Linked DNA regions of Sus scrofa: region 2 is linked to region 1. The links are chromatin contacts, called in public HiChIP or PLAC-seq maps. All regions are on one chromosome and are shown on one strand. The core of a region is the stretch at or near the end of the contact, and the rest is flanking DNA. Distances in the headings are between cores, read along the strand shown.

Region 1 (3,427 bases), core at 454-2,953:
TTGTGGCTCAGTGGTTAACGAACCCAGCTAGGATCCATAGGTCGAGGGTTCTATCTCTGGCCTTGGTCAGTGGGTTAACAGATCCAGCATTGCCGTGAACTGTGGTGTAGGTCGCAGACACGGCTTGGATCCTGCATTGCTGTGGCTGTGGTGTAGGCCAGCAGCTGCAGCTCCGATTTGACCCCTGGCCTGGGAACCTTCATATGCCACAGGTGTGGCCCTAAAACAAACAAACAAACAAACAGTAAAACTGAAACAATACTTTTCTCCCCTAAAAATATTACTAAAGTTAAAAAAAGACAGTAAATTAATATTAAAACAGCTTTTTTTATTTGTTAATGTCACATAAGAAATTTAAGCAAGTTATGCTATTTTAAAAAACACAACTAATGCATTTTAGGAGAAACCCTTCCCTCCCCCCTCACCCCTCCCGTTCCCCTCGTGAATTAAGAATCTACGAGAAGTAACCATAAAACAAAGTTTTGTGGAATCCTTCATCCAGAGTGCTTACATGATGATTAGATTAATATTGCCTTCTTACAAAATTTCTCTTTTCTATTTTAAAAAAAAATTTTTGTAGCCTTGATTGTTTTTACAAAAAAATTCAGTACAAAAGTTCGATATATTGAAAAATGCTTTTCTCCTCGTCACAGCACCGTTATATATAGCAGAGAATAATCAAGAGCAGATTGCTAATCTAGATGCAGCAATCTCAAATTATACCCAGACACACAGTGGTTTATTTACCCTCCCCTCCCCTTCTCGTAAGAACTTAAAAAAAAGCACACATACAAAAAACATGTCAAAAATTTGAGGGACCTTTTCCAAACAGTACACAGTTAGTTCAGTGTCGACAGTTCACATCTTGCAACAAAGTGTACGGATATGATTTCTTTTACAAAACTTTCAGTGTCAAAAAAGGAAATTAAGGCCATCAGATTCGCAGCTTAAAAATTCACATAAAGGAAATATAAAAATATTCTGTGCTTCTGAGAAGGCTCTGCACTGCATGTAGGTAAGGATTACCCTACTTCTTTATTTGGAGGAAGACAGTCGACTTGAGAAGTTTACATAATCGCACAGCTTCTATTGGAACCTCTGGGGGCTCCCTGATGAGGAAAACAGAGAGAACCATTAGTGCGAAGGAGAAAACGGATCACAGCATTTCAAAATAAGGCAGAGATACGACAAGTTCAGCAGTACTGAGCTTCGCGCGGACCTTTATTACTTCTCACTTACCCTTTTTTAACCTTCTCTCTCGGACGTCTTCCCTAGACGGCATCAACACCGTCCCAGACAGTGATTCTCTACTGTAGCTGCACATTCACACCCGGGGGAGCTTTGAAAAAAATCCTGACCTAGGTCCCTAGATCAATTACACCAGAATTCCTCATTCGACTGGAGAAGAGTATTTCTTTATGTGTGATTTTAAAGCTCCCTAAGTAATTCTAACATGCAGCTGAAGCAGAAAACTGCTATTCAGTAACCTCCGTTTCTAACTAGGAAACAGGAGACGAGTGAACAGCATTCTGAACAACCACATCAGAGGAGACGGCTGCGTGGATGGGCAGCTGGCTGATCCCGAAGCATGTGCCCTGGGTTCATTCTCAGATGTGAAGTCAAAGTGGCTCCCTCTATCCACTTCTTTATCACTCACTGATTCCTTAAAATCTCGCAATATGACTGTGACTCACCACTTGACTAAACTGAAATTGGTTTCTTAAAGGTCAACCAAAAAACCGTCTCATTAGTGTGAAAGGCCAATGGAGTCACTCTCTAACGTGACGTCAAAATAGCTGATCCACCCTCCATCTCCCCTGTTTTGAGCCTTGCTATCATTATCGTACCTGATCACAAAAGCTAAAACCTCACACACCTCTGATTTCTTTTTCCTTCTCTAACCCTCAAGTTCAGCCACTATGCCTTCGTGAATCTCTATCTGTATCGGCCCTCAGTCTCTACAATCTCCCTTCTAGAGGTAGTCGCCCTGATACTGCCCACCTTCTCCTTTGCTCCAAAGTGTGCAAAGCTACTTGCCTAGGCGTTCCAGACTCTCTCACACACACCCTACGACACAACTAGGCGGACAGATATACCCAATGCTCAAGTTGTGACATACTGCCTGGGATGAATTAAAAGATCATCATAAATTCTTTTCCGCTCCTCGCTCCCCTGGAACTGGAGCTGGCCTATGACTTACTCCAAGAGAAGAGAGGCCTTTAAGAGATCTAATGCTCTCCATTTTCATCAATGGAAGCCAGCAAAACAAAGGTTGGGCTAAACTACCAAATGGTGAGAAACCACAAAGAAACAGACATGGAGAACATTCTAGCCCCAACCAAGCTTCCAGCTATGTGCAGCTGCATGACTGAACTCACCCTCCATGGTGGGGAACAAAAGAACTGCCTAGCTAAGCCCAGTCAAACCACAGAATCACAGGGATTATAATTCATTGTTTTAAGCCCCCCGAGTTTTAAGGTGGTCTCTTAATGTACTAACAGATAATCTGAGTATCAACAGAATACCAATATCTGCCTTTTGATACCCAAATAACTGCTGGTCCTTCAAAATACTGGAGGAGCCTATTTCCCAGAGATCTTCTCAACTATTCTAGTGACCTAAAGAGCTTTCTCTAGCATCCGACTGCTACAACTCATGCTCTGAGCCACTAGTCTGGCACCCTGAGATATCTCTTATATTGTTATTTTATATCCAGTCATATAATGCTCCCCATAAGGGCAGGAAATGGATCTTCTGTCTGTTTCTTGTTAAAGCCAAGTGTAAAATATTTGTTCTTAAATATCCCTCCAACATGAATAAAGAAGTATCTGTGCCAAAACCTTACTGCAGCATAACCCACCCTCAAGTAGTTCTCGACTCTGGAGGCTGAACGCATAAAAGAATGTTTATTTGGAGTAGGACTGGGGCTAATTAAGCAAAACCAACAGATTTATAACTTTGGAGTTATGGAGATGAAGTCTTATAGGATAAGGGTAGGAATTTTGATGAATGATCAGACTTAAACAGTTGAGAATATAAACTGAAGGCTCATTACTTATTAATAATTCCAATATAATTAATTAAAATCAAATTTGGAGTTTCTTTATTTCAAGGGCTCTCAAAAGCCCATGCATCAGCTAAAATCTATCTTGCAATTAAATGATTAGAAACTTAAGAGAGCAATAATTTTGTTTTACACTGAAGTTGAGTATTAGTCTTTGTTTTTTTAAAGCTTATATGCAGATACCTGCTCTAATTAAGTCATCTAAACTTCTCAAAGAACACGTCAATAATTTTGAGCATGCATTCCATTCCACATACACTTATTTGTCACAAACATGTACTACCATATTACATACCCTAGTGTACTGTTTCTTGAATATCACCTCAGGAAAAACAAACCCCACTTGGTAGATTACTAACTTTG
Region 2 (3,427 bases), core at 502-3,001, 400 kb before region 1:
ACGCTTCTATGAATAGAAGTTAAATGAGCGTGGCTATTAATATTTAATAAAAGAAAAATATATTCTCAAATCCTATTTTTTAAACTTACCAGCGTTTTATAAACAACCACCCCCACCCCAAGCATTAGCATGAAGTGGGTGTTTAATAGCAGTCTGGCATTCACTGCACATTTTACATCAAGCAAAAACTGGGCAACCCCCTGAGGGTGCCCAGCACTGAGATACCCAGGTTGGGGGAGGTGGCGGGCTCACTCCACATGGAGAACAGCCACAGTGAGCATCTCAATGCTGCATGATGCAGCCACAATTAAGAAGAGGCTGCTGGGGGAACAGAGCAGTACAGTCTCACCTAGTAGTAAACCAGCCAACCTCACAGCTCTAACCTAGGTGGCATTAAGGGGGAATCTGGGGCACACCCTGGTCATCTACTCATCATCCGCTTTGGAAAGTACTTACTGCACAACATCCCTGTAAATTCGTCTCTCACAATGTATGGTGAAAAATCCACAAGCCATATTCCCTAAGGATGGAAGTGCAACTGTGGGGAGTAGTGTGCCTTTTAAGGTCTGGTCTCCAGCTTCACAGTTCAAAATCTACTAGGGAGGATGATTATAAATAAAATATAATTCTTTGCCAATGGATCAATGTAGAAAGAAATTGCCAGAGTTTTAAGAGGAGAGAAAAATCACTGTGAGCAGGATGACTTATGAAAAGGTCAAACTTGAAAAGAAGTTTTCAAAAGGAAAAGAACTAGAAATCTGAGTGACTACCTCATGCCTCACCCCTCACATATGTAATCTCATTGGCTGCGATTAAATGTTTTGCCTGAAATCAGACAATTAACACAGAGCGAGTTTGACCATGGCCTGCTGGTGACTATGATGTCTCAGTCTGTCCTCAGCATCACATCTGGATTAAAGGAAGTCTTTGGGTGAACGAACATCATTGGGAGGGGCCATGAGGCAGAGAGATAAGTGGGAGCCAGGCCTTGGGGGTGGAGAGCAGGAGGTCTTGTAAGGAATCCTGAGACATGGTGTTTACTAGCACCATGCTTACTAAGAAGGTAGAGCTTCTTGGTGAAGGGCCTTGAGCACGAGGCTAAGGATTCCAGATGATTTTATCCTGCCTGCAGTGGGATATGCTTAAGCCTTTGAGCAGGATGCATTATTTGATGAAGAGGTGTTTTGGAGATTAACACACAGCAGGTGTTCAAAATCCAACCAAGGAAACAGCCTCATCTCTTGGAGGCAAAGAGAGGTTAGTGCGTTCAGAGGTGGGGTGTCTCTGCCTGTCCCAGGGTGGCAGTATAAGGAATGGGAAGTAAATCAGAAACCAATGAAAGAAAGAATTGCAGGATTGGGAGAAATAATAGAAAATACAGCTGATATTAGGGAGAACTGTTTTGAGCTTAAACGATTATGAATCCCAGATACATTTTCGCGGTTCAGTCTCTTTTTATCTCCTACTGGGAAAAAACATACATCTCTTTTTTATTAGAAAAAGAAACAAACACTACTCATTCCATAATTTAGCAAATAAAATTATATTTCTTTTCCTAAACTTCTGACATCTTAATATTCCTCAGTAACATTCCTACCTATTCTTTCAAAAATGAAGTCCTAATTTTTTTGGTCTTTCCAACAACAACCAAAAAAAAAAACCCCTTTGATCCTTTTTATAAGATGTCCTCTTTCTTCCCCTTTTTCAACAACTGTGCTTTGGCAGCCCTAATTACACCCTATTGTTATAGCCAGCCTCCAGGATGACCTCCGATGAACTCTGTCTTGTATAAACCCTTCTCATAGTGAATAGACTTGTGTAACCAGTAGGATTTTGCACAAATGAGAGTAAAATTTTCAAGCCTAGGTCATCAAAGGCATTACAGTTTCTATATTACTTTTTGGATCACCATTCTGCAGGAAGCAGTTGTCATGTTATTAGGACACTGAAGCAGCCCTATGGAGAGATCAATCTAGTGAGGAACTGAAGTTTCCTTGTGATGCAGCAGGTGTTGTCACTGCAGTGGCTTGGGTCACTGCTGTGGCTTGGGTTCGATCCCTAGCCCAGGGAATTTACACAGGCATCGAGCGAGCGCAGCCAAAAAGGAACAAACAAACATAGTGAGGAACTGAGGCCTCCTGCTAACAGCCATGTGACTGGGTTCTCCCGCCTCTGTCAAACCTTCAAATGACTGTAGCCCCTGCTGCATACTGCATCATGAGACCCGAGCCAGAATCACCAACTAAGCTTCTCCCAAATTCCTGACCCACATAAACTGTGAGGTGATAAATGTTTGTTGTTTTAAGTTACTAAGTTTATTTTTTGTCTTAATAAACCCATTTTTATTTCAACCTCTCATGTTCATGATAATCAAGTTGTTACAGTCATTTGCACATCGAAAGAAACAAAATATAGGTTTAGTCCCTCTGAATTGGAAAATGTTTTCCTTTGTTTCCACTCAAATACTTAGTAGGGGGAATAAGGAAGTCTGCAGCTCAATGATTAAATACATGGAAAAACAGTAGGAATGCAACTTTTCCCCTGACCTAAGCCACTATATTTTGAGGTAATTTGTTACACAGAAATAGATACTGAATGTACTTATGTTTTATTATCCATACCAAAAACATTTGACTTCCAAAACAGCACTCAGTAACGCCCACCATTTAGCATCACCTTCAGTATCAGTTGTGCACCTGCAATGCTTCTGAAATCTTTCCTAACTCCTGGCAAGAGCCCATCATCTTCTAATTACAGTTTGACTCATTTTGTCCCTAGAGGCAAAACCTCATAATGCCTGTGTTTTAAGGTGCATCTGCTACTTTTCCCCACAAAGCACTGTCCCAGATTATCCCGTCATTTATCCTTAACTATTTAACATCTGACTATCGGAAGAATTGACCCGCCCCACAATAACCTGCAGAGTTCATCAAATGGTCCATGCAATGTCATTGATAAAAATATTAAATGGATGGACTCTAGACTCTTCCCTAAATTAATTTTTCATCTACAAATAAATGTGCCTTTAATTTTCTTGCATCTGAACTGGTTTTCTATGATTATCTTTGATTAGGTAATATACAAAATTTAATTGTTTCATTTGTTAACTTTTTATTTTGAAGTTATTTTAAATTTATTTGCAAGCTGCAAAAATAGAACAAAGAGTGCCCTTCACCCAGATTCATCAGTTGCTAACACTTTGCCACATTTACTTCATCACTCCCGACCTACATACACATATATAGGCAATTTATACATATTTTTTAGCCATTTGAGAGTAATTTGTACATATAAAATACTTGTAAATACTTCAATTTACATTTCCAAAAATAAGAATGTCCACTTATATAATCAAAGTCCAACTCTCTAAGTGAGGGAAATTTACCATTGATGCTATAGTACCATCTAATCAATACACCTAATTCAG

What was found. HiChIP or PLAC-seq counts read pairs in DNA pulled down with a chosen protein or histone mark.
Region 2: an H3K27ac HiChIP or PLAC-seq map of alveolar macrophages shows a contact between it and region 1. The contact joins two enhancer-like sites. A contact is called at or near these places in 6 of 47 Hi-C or Micro-C datasets (embryonic fibroblasts, heart right ventricle, mesenteric adipose tissue and 3 more) and 2 of 2 datasets of contacts at active chromatin or transcription factors (alveolar macrophages and skeletal muscle).

What each region holds. Positions count from the first base shown.
Region 1 is chr2:129,859,092-129,862,518 of Sscrofa11.1, reverse strand. It overlaps LMNB1 (lamin-B1), which reads right to left. Exons shown (of 11, transcript XM_003123882.5): 11 at 308-1,109. The coding sequence ends at 1,068. Among named protein-coding and RNA genes, the nearest start is that of LMNB1, 54 kb to the right of the region's middle. Within about 2 kb of position 1,703, at least 4 of the 83 cell types and tissues checked have an H3K27ac peak or open chromatin away from gene starts, as enhancers often do. A contact at or near this core is called in alveolar macrophages, where this site is marked.
Region 2 is chr2:130,256,990-130,260,416 of Sscrofa11.1, reverse strand. All of the region lies in intron 1 of MEGF10 (multiple epidermal growth factor-like domains protein 10), which reads right to left. Among named protein-coding and RNA genes, the nearest start is that of MEGF10, 32 kb to the right of the region's middle. Within about 2 kb of position 1,751, at least 5 of the 83 cell types and tissues checked have an H3K27ac peak or open chromatin away from gene starts, as enhancers often do. A contact at or near this core is called in alveolar macrophages, where this site is marked.